Regions from separate parts of the Mus musculus genome. Here region 2 is linked to region 1. The links are chromatin contacts, called in public Hi-C maps. All regions are on one chromosome and are shown on one strand. Each heading gives the region's core, a stretch centred on a gene start, on an enhancer-like site or on the middle of the called end of the contact. The rest is flanking DNA. Distances are from core to core; before and after follow the strand shown.

Evidence for each region. A called contact is a pair of places that touch in the nucleus more often than the background predicts.
Region 2: a contact with region 1 is called in a Hi-C map of bone marrow-derived macrophages, with 51 read pairs. The contact joins two enhancer-like sites. A contact is called at or near these places in 1 of 39 promoter capture datasets (embryonic stem cells), 5 of 15 datasets of contacts at CTCF or cohesin (the NIH/3T3 cell line, embryonic stem cells, large pre-B cells and 2 more), 42 of 484 Hi-C or Micro-C datasets (2-cell-like embryonic stem cells, B cells, CD4 T cells and 17 more), 37 of 115 datasets of contacts at active chromatin or transcription factors (the 230-238 cell line, CD8 T cells, the HPC-7 cell line and 25 more) and 1 of 9 other capture datasets (bone marrow-derived macrophages).

The regions. Positions count from the first base shown.
Region 1 is chr8:126,577,971-126,585,391 of GRCm38.p6, reverse strand. No RefSeq gene overlaps it. Among named protein-coding and RNA genes, the nearest start is that of Gm39286, 9.8 kb to the right of the region's middle. Within about 2 kb of position 4,396, at least 6 of the 459 cell types and tissues checked have an H3K27ac peak or open chromatin away from gene starts, as enhancers often do. A contact at or near this core is called in bone marrow-derived macrophages, long-term hematopoietic stem cells and pro-B cells, where this site is marked.
Region 2 is chr8:126,864,689-126,872,109 of GRCm38.p6, reverse strand. The region is part of intron 1 of Gm31718 (a long non-coding RNA gene); the gene reads left to right. Among named protein-coding and RNA genes, the nearest start is that of A630001O12Rik, 19 kb to the right of the region's middle. Within about 2 kb of position 4,314, at least 100 of the 459 cell types and tissues checked have an H3K27ac peak or open chromatin away from gene starts, as enhancers often do. A contact at or near this core is called in bone marrow-derived macrophages, long-term hematopoietic stem cells and pro-B cells, where this site is marked.

The DNA.
Region 1 (7,421 bases), core at 3,147-5,646:
CACAAGTTATGTTCTCTTATAATTTTTAAGTATGCTATCAAGAGATCTGCAGAACACAGGAAGGGCTATTGGGATCCACCTGAGTTATAACCTTATAGCCATCCATCTTGGATTGAGTTGCTACTGGGAAAAGGTTGCTGGGAGTTGCTGGGGGTTGAGGGAGCGTTCCACCCAGGCTGTTACCCCATTTTGTTATTTGTGCTGCCAACAGCAATTCAATTAGCCGTTTTGGGCGATAAAAGATAAAGATTTATTGTACCCCATATACAACTGAAATCAGAATTTCACAGGCAGGTCACAGTCGTTAGGGACTGTTCTAATAAGCACCATATGGGTGTCTGTACCATTCTTTTAACAACCCCAAGCAGGCACCTCAAGCTACAGCCACTTGTGAGGTTAGGGTCAAAGCCACTGGGTAGAACCCTTTTCTTGGCCAAGGGCACAGTGGACAGGTTGGTCCACAGAGGCTCCCCTACCTACCATGAGTGTGGGAAATAAGAGTAGAGGCTAACTCCACACACGAGAGAATGGAGTGTCCTAGAATTTATAAACCGAGCCACAGCAGCCTTCTGACCCAGGAACTCAAGACGGGCATGCGCACAATGCATGCATTGTGCAGCGCACACAAGGGCCATGCTTTGGCTGAGCATCAAAGCGGCTGCGTCCTGTTGCATCTGCGCACAATCGCGGAGCCCGGGTTGCATCGGGCGGGGTCAGGCTGGGGCTCTTCCTTTTCCCCTTTTAACTTTGCGTGGCAGTTTGGGAGCAAGGAGTGTTTTAAAAAGAAGCCTCCGGTCCAGCCAACCCCAGTCGCTTTTACAGAAAGAAGTGAGTCAGGCCCACGAGGAACACATGGAATTGAACTCGCCTCGTGGAGGGGGCTTCCACTCCCTCTCATACATGACCGCAGATAGGCACGTGGAGGCTCCGGTGTGCCCACTGCGCGCGCGCCCTACCCTGTCCTACTCTGTTCCTGCTCCACGAGCCTCCACCACGTCCCACGCGCTCTCAGCTCCACTCTGTACCCCCACGCCCCGCCCCACTCCGCGGTCCTCGCCCCAATCCACGGACCGCTTCCCCACTAGGCAGTCCCCTCTCCGTCCCGTGCGTCCCGCCCCACTGCACGGGCGGCGCCCCGCGCCAGCTGCGGCGCTAAAATTAGCGTCCCGCGCGTGAGTTGGCGCCCGCAGGAATGCGCGCGCAGGCTGGAGCTGCGCGTGCTGCACCAAATAAAGTCAAAGGCTTGTCTGGCGAGGGGGGGGCGCTGGCGCCTGGGGCCCCGAGGGTCACACGCGGCTGCTTTAGTCGCCAGCGTGTGCTGGGGGAGGGGGGGAGGTTGGGGGAAGGAGGGGGATTTGTGAAGTTTACAGAAGCCTCCGGACAAAAGCTGCCCAAATGTCACTCCGTTTTTGGAAACCATCATTCCGGGGGTGAGGGTGGGGGTGGGGGGCGAGGGGGGTTAGGGCTGTAGCTATAATAAGCCAAATGTTTCATGCTGATGCTGTAAACATACGTGTCAAAAGGACGTCCGTGTGAGCAGAGAGCATACCCATGCTGGACCATGTTCAAAGTGCAATTGGGAAGCAATCCTCAGGACACAGTCCACGCGGGAGCTCCCAAGTCTGATCAGGCGCTCGATCAGCTGGCTGTCCAGTCGGGCATAAATAATGTAGAAACAATTTAAGGCCAGAGAGCGCGTTTAAGGTGCTACCCAGTTAACTTCACATTTTTCTGAATTATTCAGTTTAACGCTCTGCAGTACTGGGGTGGGGGTTGGGGGGAGAGAGAAACAAAAATAAGCTCCGTGTTATTTTATTTATTTATTTTTTTTTAATTCTCTGTCGAGTGTGGTGGCTAATGCCTGGAATCCCAGCACTGTGGAGGCAGAAGGGTCTTAAGTTCAAGACCAACCTGCCCTACATAGCGCATTCCTGTCTCAGAAGGAATACAGTGTGTGTGTGTGTGTGTGTTTGTGTGTGTGTGTGTGTGTGTGTGTGTGTGTGTGTGTGTGTGTGATGACATTTCTCTCTCAGCAGTCTTGGAGCAGATTGTGCCTATCCTGGGGAGATAGGGACCTCCCTCATTCAGGCCTTAGTGACAGCTTGCCATTGCTTCAACAGCGATTGCAGCACATGGATGGGACACTGAAGAGGTTTGTGTGTCTAGAATCCTACTCACAACCTGCCTGGAGACTTGGCTCGCACCTTGAGAGGCAATTGTGATGGAAATCAAAGGCACACTGAGCACACAAGGCTTCCTGGTTCAAACTTCTGAGAGAAAGTTCCTGTTCTTTCCCTGTGGCTGTGTGTCTACAGCCAGAGGCTGTTCTCATGGAGACACAAGAGAGTTCTGTGCTGAGACCTGAAGTTTTAAGTTCCATTAGGAACGCACCTCTCTGCCTATGCTTCACACAGCAGTTGCCACACACAGGGCTGGGGAATCTTCCTAGACTATGAGCATCTCATGGCATCATGTACACTTAGTTGTCTTAATGATTAAAACAACAAAACAACGAGTATTCACCCCATAGAGGAGCTAAGAATCAGGCAGTCTCTGTGACAGGGTTCTGATCTGAAAAGGCACTAGGTGTGTGGCAACAGGGTGCTTGCTGGGTTACACCAAATAAATATTTTCCGTTATTATGTGAACGTGGGTAACAAGGAGTCCCTCTGAAACACTGGAGAGCAGGGCGCCCCCTGCTGTGCTCACTCCTGGAGAGCAGGGTTCTACAGGGCACCTCCTGCTGGGGACCAAAGGCTGATTTTCATTGGGTATCAATACTCTACCCTGTGCAGGCTTTCTTATTTCATCAGTGACCTTAGAGAATAAATGGCGCCATTGGAAATAAAATAAAAATACGATCTGCAAATAGAAGAGGTGAATACTTTCTAAAAATAATCCGTTCAGAGGTATTCATGGACAGTCTCTTGAGCATATCATTAGGCCCACAAAGCAGCTTGACATTGACCCACCTGTGACTTTGGAAGCAAGGACTGCATTTGTGTGGTTGTGGGGGGTGGAGGATTTTAAATATATTTTCTAAAAGCATTAACAAAAAAAAATAAATGGAGGGGGCAGGAATTAAAGAACTCCTTCATTAGGTTAACTTCAATGGAGATGTTCTATGTGTAAAATTTCATTTTATTTTCTGATGAACCATATATCTGTGCCCTAGAGCCAGTGGATCCAAAAAAATAAAAATAAATAAATAATAAATAAAAAGTAAAAGCCATGGAAGCCATGAAGAGTTGGTCAACCACAACTTTGTAGCTTGAGAAGGAACTTAGTCAAGGGGTGAGCAGCAAACCAAGCCATCCAGTTAGCCCCAGGGGGTTTCTCTTGTGGTGTCTGCTGAGGTTGTGGACCATTGGGGTGAGGTTGGGACTCTCCAAGGCCCAGAGGAATCCCAGACATTGCAGTAGGAAAGAGATGGCACGTGTAAGAATGGTGACTGGAGAGAAAGCTTCCACCAGACCCCCACCTGCCCACTGTGATTCGTGTCTTCACTGATTGGTTTCCCTGGGTTTCCCTGTATGCATGTGCCTCCTGGTAAGGAACGGGGACTGGGAGGCGTGACTCAGTTGTTAAAGTGTTTGCCGTGAAAGTATGAAGACCCAGGTTTGGATCTCAAGAGTGCCCATGCAAAGAGCTGGGTACGCAGTGTAACCTCTGCAAAAAGGCTTGAAACTCTGTACTGAGAGGCAGGCTCATTGGCCAACCATCCTAGCTAATCATTGCACTTCATGTTCGGGGAGAGATCTTGACTCAAAAGTAATGTGGAGAGCAATAGAGGGCACAGAACATTGACCTTTTGATTCCACACACATAGACAGGGACAAGTGAACTTTCGTATACATATGCACACATATACCTATGCACACATATGCACACATATACATACGCACACACATATACTTATGCACACATATACCTATACACACATATACATATACACACATATACATATGCACACATATATGCGTACCCATGTTTTACACACACACACACACAAAGAATATGGGCTAGGGTCTGATGGCTTAAACTTAAATGGTACCTCCCTCTCTAAACTTTTGTGTTTAGTCTTCTGAGAAACTGGTTAGGGATGGGATGGCTTACCTCTTGGTCTTATAGAGGGATTAACAGACAAAGTTAAGTAGTACACATTCCATGATGCTTAACGCTTAGTGACTTGAGATATGTCCCTTATGACTAGATCAGGTAGGTGCAAAGAGAAAGTGTCTTCGGTTTGTTTGCAGAAATGACTGCTACCCTGCTACCTATCTGGCTGCCTTCCCATCCTGGTTTCACTCCTTTCTGCCCACATTTCTCTCTGGTTGTTTCATCCAGTATCAAGTGTTCGAACCATATTTGCATACAGACTTCCTACAAAACATCTCTAGATTCAACTTCCCCTTTAGGTACCAGCCAGGCTGTGCCAAGCGGCTTGCTCACCAAATTCAGTGAGCTGTCCAGTTGGTTTTTTTTAAACCCATTGTGCTAGATAGATCCAAAATCAAGCTCCTGTTCTCATGCCTGTCTCATTACCTCTGTTTTCCCAATCTTCATGCAAGTCGAGGTCGCCTTCCCATTGCTTGGGCCATAAGCCTGGAAGTGACCTGATCAGGGTTTTATCATAATTATCCAATCAGTCAGCACATCCTTGTTCGGGAGGGACACATATTCAACAACTAGGCATGGTGGCACGCACCTGTAATCCTGGTTCTTGGGAGGATCAGAAGTTCAAGGTCACCCTCAGCAATATGGCTAGTTCCAGACCAGCCTGGGCTACATGAGACCCTGTCTCAAATAAGTAGGAAGAAGACAACATGTTGGAGACTTACCTGGTGGAGCCACTACCGTGCCTCGTGTAGAATATCTCAGATGCTTCAGGGTCCTTCTTCCAGGTTCTGCCCATGTCCTCTGAAGCTTAGTCTCAAACTTGGCAGATGGATGACCCTCTAAAGTGTGGGTCTGGGGAATGGAGTGAAGGCACAACAGCAAAGAGGCTGCCCTTTCAGAAGACTAGGGTTTGATTTTCAGTGCCCAACTCGGGGCTCACAACCACCTGTAACTCCAGTTCCTGGGTGCTCTGGTGCCCTCTTCTGATCTCTATGGGCATTGCACACAGGTGATACACAGACATCCAAGCAAAACACCCACACATTTAAAAAAAAAAAACAACAAAACCAGATAGAGCTGTCTCTTGTGAGACTATGCTGGGGCCTAGCAAACACAGAAGTGGATGCTCACAGTCAGCTATTGGATGGATCACAGGGCCCTCAATGGAGGAGCTAGAGAAAGTACCCAAGGAGCTATAGGGGGAACAACAATATGAACTAACCAGTACCCCCCTGGAGCTCGTGTCTCTAGCTGCATATGAATCAGAAAATGGCCTAGTCGGCCATCAGTGGAAAGAGAGGCCCATTGGTCGTGCAAACTTTATATGCCTCAGTACAGGGGAATGACAGGGCCAAGAAGTGGGAGTGGGTGGGTGGGGGAGTGGGTGGGGGAGCGTGTGGGGGACTTTTGGGATAGCATTGGAAATGTAAATGAAATAAATACCCAATTTTAAAAAAAAGAAAAAAACAACAAAAAGCCTTTAATTTTCTCTTAACATAAGTCTGCTCTCTGATCTTCTTTCTCCCTTACTAAAATCCCTCTGGTGTCCTTTTAAAAAAGCAAAAAACAAAAAACAAAACTCCTTTAGTGTCAAATGCAAAGGTTTGCAAGGTTCTGCTACGTCCCAGGCACAGTTGGTGTCCTTGCTCATTCTATTTTGGCAACGTGGCTTCCTTGTTCCTCAGATTTCCAAGCATGCTCCTACCTCAGGATCTCTGTGTGTGATCTCTCCTCGGAATACTTGTTTCTGTTTAGTTCATAGTTGTTTTTTAAATTAGTTTGAGATAGGCTCTCACATATTCCAGGCTGGCCCTGAGCTCCCTATGTAGCCAAGGATGACCTTAAACTTTGATCCTCCTGTCTTCTCTTCCCGTGCTGGGATGAGAAACATGTACCACCACACCCAGATTATGGAGTACCGAGGGTGGAACCCAGAGCCTCACACATCATAGACAGCATTCTGTCAACCAAGAAACACCTGGTTCTGAAGGGATGAAAAGCCAAGACGGGCAGCCTCGCCAGTTTGGCCTCTTTGTGCCTCAGGTATAGAGGGACTAGTGATGGCAGCCCAGTATAGCAGCAATCGTGAACATGAACCGTGAGCCACAAAGTAAGGAAAACACGCTATTTTATTGTTATTTAACTTGGTGTTACCCTTCCAGGCTTTGTTTCAGGGATTAAATTGGGACTCCTCATTATATGTAAGTTATAACACAGAGACCAGTATCAGGACGACATCCTTGAGTAGTTCTCCTCTGACCTGATGGTGCTTCCAAACGCTAATGGGACCCAGAAGACACAGAGTTTTCTGGGATCTGGTCCTCATGGTTCAGCTCATGGAAGTCATTGGGTCCTGTGTCTTTAGCACCCTGCAGGATCTCTGCCATGAGATCCACAGCAGGAGCCAGGAGCTCAAAGGTCAAAGGAGAGGCTGCAGAAGACCTGCCACAGTGACCTAGTGTCCTTCACTCTTGGGCCTATGGGAAGTCCAAGCACAACAAAGTAATGAGAAGGAAGAGAAGGCCTGGCAGTGAATAGTGGTGCCCTAATTCAGCTGTGCTCGGGGCTTTCACAGGGCTCTCCAGCTGCTGTGTGGTCCCTTATAAATATCTTTGTCAGATGTCATAGAGACACTAGGGAGATGGTCTACCCCCCATCAGGAGAGAACATGAAAGGCATGAGTAGCTAGAGGAGGACACACTAAACTCTCTCCGCCCTATGGAGGCTCCCACTCATCGGTCCCCAGACCAGTCCAGGCATGAAAAAGGACTCGTGCTGCCGGACACCCAGGGTCACCCTGTGCCACTGAGTTCCCCTGTGACTTAAGTCTCCCTCTCTACCCAGGAAGGATCATTGCTCTTGAAAAGTTTCTAGAAGGCTCTCTGGTAGCCTGTTGCAAGACAACAGGCTCTGCCTCAGCTTGCCAGAATCCCATCCGGTTTCCCCGCCACCTTCAGGCCTCCTTTAGAATTGGAGATTCTTATCCTAATCACTGGTCCTGAGGTGAGGGCTCTTCTGCCTGCCCTAGACTCCCTGTCCAAAGGACACATTCTCTTACCTCAGTATCACCTCTGAAATCACTGTCCCAGTGCCCGTTCCCATCCTAGTGAACAAATATGGCATTACAGTGTCAACTGGCATTCTCAAGTTAAAGGGAAGTAACATGTCTGCATAGGGAGTTATCATTCATTATTGTTTTAAAAAGTTTATTTTTCTTTTATGTGTACGGGTGCTGTGCCGATGATGAGTCTGTGCTGGGAATTGAACTCAAGTCCCCTGGAGGAGCGGCTAACATTCTAACT
Region 2 (7,421 bases), core at 3,065-5,564, 290 kb before region 1:
CCATCTGCCCATCATTTGTTTTTGGCCCTTTCTCCCCGATCCCCTTCAGTTCTCTTACTTCCTGCCATTTGCGGTGTTGCGTTCCCATTTATCCTCGCTGCTGATCTTAAGTCTGGATCTTCTGGATTTGCTCTGTTTTTAAAACCCAGTCCTTATTTCTGGATGGCTTCATCCTTTTACTCTTAATACTGTCTTGAATTCTCTACATCGGCTTCTGAGTTTTCCTAACGACCATTTATGATCTCTCCCTTGCCCCTCATCGGAGTCTCACTCAGGAAAACCAAACTTGCCACCACTGAACTACACCCGGAGCTCCCCAGCCCGCCCTTAGATCTGTTTGTTTCTGTCTGTTTTAAGACAGGGTTATACTATATAGCCCTGGCTGTCCTGGAACTAGTTCTGCAGACCAGGCTGGCCTTGAGGTCTCATAGATCCACCTGCCTCTGTCTCCCAAGCGCTGACCAGCCCTTGGAGTTGTGAAGTCGTGCCTTGTTAGGTAGTCAGGCTGTGTTTAGACTTGGCATTCTTCTGCTTCTGATTGGCAAGTGCTGAGACTACAAGTGTGCACCACCTTGCCTGACCTCATGTTTAAAGGTTTAAAATGTAAGAGACCTTTCTTTTAATTATTTACATTTATTCCTTTGTTTGGATGTGCAAGTGCGCCTGCCATGTTGTATGTGGAGGTCAGAGAATTATTTGGGGGAATTGGTTCTCTCCTTTCACCATGTGGTTGCTGGGGATTGAACTCAGGTCATAAGGGTTTGATGCCAAACACCTCTACAGCCCTCTTATCTGCCCCTGCCTGCTATTTATGGAGTGGGTATCTATGAAGTTTTTTTTTTTTTGCTATTCCCCATGACATATATTCTTTATTTCCTTATTGGAGATGATATATATTGCTATAGGTGCCATCCCAGAATATTCTCCAGTCTATATTCAACATGTTAGCTAACATGGTACTTTAAAAGACTTGCATCAGACCCTGTGATGCTGCTCATAAATCTCAATGGCTCTATAGTCCTAGGCAACACACATTTCCTCACATAGGTTTATAAAGGGCTCTGTGTTTCTGCCACATTTCTCCCTACCCTCGATGTCCCTCATAGTTCATTTTAATCTATGTGCCCCCTTGCTTATCATGTCTCAGCTTATGGGCCTCCACATGCTCCTGGGGTACTCCAGGAGAGGCTCTACCACCTACGCACTCACAGCTGCTGTCCCCAGGACCTTCTTGGAACACCTCATCCCCTGTGGTCTTCTGCACCCCGACTTTTCCTGTTTCTTTTTTCTCTCTTGGCTTTTATATCTTATATTCTAATTCCTTACTTTGCGAATGCGAGTCAGAGAGTAAACTTCGGGAAGTATCTGAAAACAAATCCTTCCGGCTCTGTCAAGGGGAAAGGCAGTGGGTTAGAGAAAGAGCAGAGAAGATGGTTAGAGAGAGACACTGTGGAGAGTGTGCTGCAGCCCTGGTAAAGGGCAGGATTTGCGACGACTACAAAGGTGGAACAGGGAGAGGAGAGGGAGCAGTCCAGGCTGGGACACACTGCTTCTTTCATTGATGGACTGCTGCTCTCCCAGCTTGCCCCAGCCATTCTCATTCAAGCTTAGTTTTAAATAGCTGAACTACTCGGTGTGTGCGGCTAGGGGGAAGCTCAATTGCTTAAAGGGAGTGAATATCTCACTATCTCTCCATCACTATCTATCTATCTATCTATCTATCTATCTATCTATCTATCTATCATCTACCTACCTACCTATCAATCTATCATCATCTATCTATCTGTCTATCTGCCTATCACTCACTCAATCAATCAATTAATCTTCTATCATCTATCTATCTATCTATCTATCTATCTATCTATCTATCTATCATCTACCTACCTACCTATCAATCCATCATCATCTATCTATATGTCTATCTGCCTATCACTCACTCAATCAATCAATTAATCTTCTATCATCTATCTATCATCTTTCTATTTTCTATCATCTATCCATCCATCCATCCATCCATCCATCCATCCATCCATCTATCATCTATCTGTTTGTCTGTCTCTCTATCTGTCTCTGTCTCACTCTATTTCTGTCTCTCTGTCTCACTATCACTATCATCTATATCTCTATCTCTCTGTCTCTCTCTCTTTCTCTATCTCTCTATCTATTATCTATCTCTCTACCTCTCTAAATATCTATCTATCTATCTATCTATCTATCTATCTATCTATCTATCTATCTATCTGCAGTGCTAGGGAGGACTGAGCAGCACCCTAGCCTGGAAGAGGCTTTTTCCTGTGGGTCTCAGGCTCAGACTCTAGCTACCATCTTGTTCTCTCTGTGTTCACTTGGGGCTGTGTTGAGGTGGAGATTTTGGGTGACAGATCTATTTGTGTTGGAAAGTGGTGTTGGCAGGAAGGTTGAGGGCACCCACTTCTCCACAGTCCAACCAGTTTCCTGTCCAGCTTCCTTCTAGTGGCCCAGGGCAGCATTCCAGGAGGGCACAAGCAGAAGATATCAGGCTCAAAATCACATGCTATTAACTAACATGTGACTCCTTATGTATTCTTTTCCAGGGTCTCACTGTGTAACCTACGCTGGTCTCATTTATGCAATCCCCCTGTCTGAGTGAATGTTGAGATTACAGGCAGGTGCTGGAGATGTTACCTCTATTAAATTTTATCTGTTTTAGCCACTCGCAGTCTGGCTCCAATTCAGAGAGGTCCAGAAAGGAGCCTTTAACTCCTTCACCAAAAAGGAGTGATTTGTTGTTGCTTCCACAGAAGGGAACTAGCTCTTGTGTTTTCTGCATGGTGCGTTCCACTTGATCCTTAGTGTGGTCTTAGAAGGAGGTCTTTGAAGCAGAGTGGCCAGGGTCAATATTCAGCCTGTCTAAGGATCTGAAACCAGAAGGCAGAGGCTATGATGAAGCACCATGACCAAAAGCAAGTTAGGGAGGAAATGGTTTAGTTGGCTTGTTTCCACATCCCATCCATCACTGAAGGAAGTCAGAATAGGAAGTTAAACAGGGAAGGAACCTGGAGACAGGAGCTGATGCAGAGGCCATGGGGGCGTGTAACTTATTGGCTTGTTCCCCATGGCTGGCTTAGCCTGCTGCTTTCTTATAGAACCCAGGAGCACCAGCTCAGGACAATCAGCAGGGCCCTCCAACATCATTCACTAAGAAAATATTCTATAGGCTTGCCTACTGCCCAGTCTTATAGAGGCATTTCTCAATTGGGGTTCCTCCTTCTCAGATGAATGACTAGTTTTTGTCAACTTTACATAAAATTACTCAACACAGCAGCCCATCCTGAGCTTCCCTGTGTGTGTGCGTGTGTGTGTGTGTGACAGAGAGAGAGAGAGAGAGAATGTGTATGTGTGTTTGAATTTAAGTGTGTATGTGCATGTATGCATGCATATGTGTATGTGTATGTATGAGTATGTGTGTAATTGTGTATGTATGTGTGCGTATGTGTGTGTGCCCATGCATGTGTGTGTATGTGTGAGTATATGAGTATGTGTGTGTGAGTATAAGTGTATATGTGTATGCATGTGTGTATTTGTGTGTGTGTATATGTGTATGTGTGTGTATTTGTGTATATGTATGTGTGTGTATTTTTGTGTGTATGTGTGAGTGTATATGAGTGTACATGTGTGTAAGTATGCATGTGTGTCTATGTGTGTTATACACATGTTCAAATGGGTATCTTGTGTGTTCCCATGTACATGCATGTGTGTGCATTTGTGTTTGGAGGCCAGAGGCCATCCTTGAACATTGTTCCTTAGGAACCCTTCACTTGCTTTTTGAGGCATGGTTTCTCAAATGCTTGGGTTTGCCTATTAGGCTAAGCTGATAAGCCCCAGGGATCTTCCTGCCTCTACTTCCACCTGTCTCTGCTTTCCCAGAGCTGGATGACAAGCACATGCCACCACAGCCAGGTGCTGGGGATCAAAGTCAGATCCTCATGCTTGCATAGCAACCACTTTACTGATGGAGCCATCTCTCAGCCCCTGGGCTGCCTCTCCATAGCCAGGAGGAGATGTGGGCACTAGGTAGAGTCCGGGTCAGGGAGGAACAGGTCCTTTTATCTCTTTCCACCATCTGAGACACACTACCTGGAAGCCAGTAGGATGATGTAATCATAGACCTAGCAGGATGATGGCCGCTTCCTTGTGTGGGTGGGACCACCACATCACCAAGCCGGGGAATCCCATTGGTGACAACATAACATCTTTTGAGCTGACATGGCACCCAGTGGCCCCACACTGGCTCCGCGTGACAGAATCTCAGGGAGGCGTGTGCAGAGCTGGTGACAGGGCAGTCATCTGCAGTCACCTCCAGGGGACTTTGTGGTTGATTCTCTGATGATTCATTTCTGACCTGGTTTTAACACTGTGACTCAAAATGTACCACTTTCATTAAAAATAACATTCACTGGGGGCTAACGGCTTTCTGTTTTCTATGCTTCACTGTACGGTGTGACTTCTGTCTGGGAAGCTGGCAGGTGCAGGCGAAGGCTTCAGAGGGACCCGAACAGAATCTCGAGTGATGGCACTGGGCCACAGACTCTAAGAGGGCTTGATGCTGGTGTGTGAGTGTGTGAGTGTGTGTGTCCTGAAGCCTTCACTCTGAACCTCTAATAGGGAGCTCACATCGACTCCTCAGGAGCTCTTCCTAGACTTGTGATGCAGAGAAATGGGGGCTTCCTTCAGCCTGCAAAACAGAGAGGCCTCCCATTCCACCCAACTCACTCAAAGAGGGACATGGAGGGGGTGAGAGAGAGGAAGAAGCAGAGGGTAGGGGTGGGGGAACCCCAGCTGCCCGTGGGACTGCATCAAAACCTGCTGCTTTCTGTGAGACGCCCAGCCTTTCTGGTTTGGAAAGCCAAAGTTTTGGGCATCCTTTACCTCTTAACTTGAGGGGGGAAAAGCATAGAAAAATGCTCCCATGAGCATCCTTCAGGGTGGACGCCCCCTGGTGAGGCAGTCTTTTAGATTGTGCTCCTTCTTCCTTTTGTGTGTGTGTGTGCATGCGTATGGATGTTCATGTATGTGCATGCACATGTGTGTGCATGTATGTGGGGTCAGAGGCCAATCAGTCTCTCAGGTGCTGTCACCTTATTTTGAGATAGGATCTTTCACTAGGCTGGAACTTACTGAGTGGGCCAGGCTGGATGGCCATTAAACCCTGGGGTTGGTGGGGGGGGGGGAGGCCCAGCTGTTGGTTCCTCCCCAGTTGGAAGCTTACAAGCTGAGCCCCATGCCCTGCTTTTAAATTTAGGCTGTGGGGATCAAACATGGGTCCTCCTTCTTACACAGCAAGCACTTTATAAACTGAGCTGTCTCCTTAGTGCCTTCATTTGGAGTTTAATTTAATTTGATACTTTTTGAGACAAAGTTTCACTATGTAGCCCAGGCTGGCCTCAAACTTGCCCCAATCTTCTTGCCTCTCAAAATTGAGATTACAGGTTTGAGTTACCTTGCCTGATTAAATCTTGGGTTGTTGTTGTTGTTGTTGTTCTCCTTCTCCTTCTCCTTCTTCATGATATTAGAAATGTCAGAGTAGGGGAGAAGTACAACCAAGGGGGTGGGTGGGAAATGATTGTTTCACGATGACAGCAGCTAATTAAGAGACTGGTTGTTGTGTGGGGACAGTGCTGTAGCAATGTGAATATTATTTTCCAGAATGTTATGCTAAGATGGTATGTTTCTTGTATGTTTCTATTTTCTCCTTTGTGTGTTTTGTTGCAGTAAAAAACCATTGGGAAACATGGTCTGGGAAGATGCTCAGAGAAGTGTTTACCCCACAAGCTTAAGGACCTGAGTTCAGATCCCCTGTGCCCACATTAAAAGCTGTGTGTGGTGACACACACTTGTCTGCAATCCCGTGTTGGGGAGGCTGAGGCAGGAGAGTATCTGGGGCTTGTTGGCCAGTGAGTCTGTGTCTAGCCAGCTGGTAAGATCTGTGATCAGTGAGAGACCATCTTGACTAGTAAGGTGGGGAGCAGCCTAGGAAGACATCAGATGTCAACCTTGGCCTCTACACATGCAAGGACCTATGCTCCTTCTCATGTATGCTCACACACGTGAATGTGCACACACTTATAAAAAGGTGGTCTTGGTTGCACGGTCAGGTCTGGCCCTCATGGAAGATCTCCAAGATTCAGCCTCTGCAGCCCAGGTTGGCTCTGCATCTAGAGTCTTCCTGGGCTACCAGCATCTGGGGAGGGGGGCAGAATATCACCCTTTGGGGGCACTGGTACTTTTTGGCATGGTTTCTTTTGGTCCCCACCTCCCATATTTCCCAGAGCCCTGGCCAGGATTCAAATCTGCTCTGGGATCCCTGTCCACTTCCTTTCTCTCTTCTGGTTCACTGGCTTCAGGCTGGTTCTCCCCAGATGAGCCTCCTCCATCCTTCCCATAGGCACTGCTAGGTGATTTGTCCCTGTGGAAATCGAGAATCAGACTATTGGAGAGACAGCTTAGTGGATATGTGTGGCATTATCCAAAGTGCTCTGTCCTTTGTCTTTGTCTTATCACAGACCAGGGGCACCGTGGGACCAACATCACAGTTTGGGGGAGCTTCAAGCCCGGAGCTCTGGGTCTCAGGGGGTTTGGCTGCATTGCTTGGCCCATTTCCTACCACCCCGCATGATAAGGAACTTACCCAGCAAGTTAGGTTTAAAAAGTTAGGCCTGTGCTTTCAGTTTTGGAGTTGGATTTTTTGTTTGTTTGTTTTAAACAATGGAAGGCAACATGAATATTGACCAGTGGGAGCCAGAGTTTTGGGGTTCAAATCCAGGATCTGCTTCTGTATGGCTTTATAACCTCCAGAAAGGGGCACGGTGTGTCTGGGCTTTGTGTTGTTTCACCTATAAAATGGGGCTGGGGAGATAATTAGAAGTCGCTAGCTCAGGGCTAGAAGCATAGCTCAGCCAGTAAAGGCACTTGCTGCTGAGCCTGACTACTTGACTTTCTTCAACATGTGTGCCCTGCATACACACATACACACACACACACACCACACACCGCACAGACACACATACCACACACACATGCTAAATACAAATTAATATAATTCCCTAGCTCAGAGTTTTCTGGGAATTTTTTTTTTTTTTTTTTGAGACAGGGTCTCACATGTAGTCTTGGCTGGCCTTGAACTTGGAGCGATCCACCTGCCTTTGCCTCCTGAGTGCCTCTACAGCCAAGATTTCATCTTGTTTTTAAACATTCCTAGCAGGTATGGCAACAAATCCTTGAACTGCTGTTTAATTGGTTGCTTCTCCGTTTTAGATCAGTAAACAGACCCACAGAGGAAGAGTGGGAGGTGGCAGGTGGCTACCCTCCCTGACCCAGCTGTCTCCAGCATCTCCTTTCTGTGAGGGCCATAGAGAGGCACAGCCCAGTCTCCTGCCCACTTG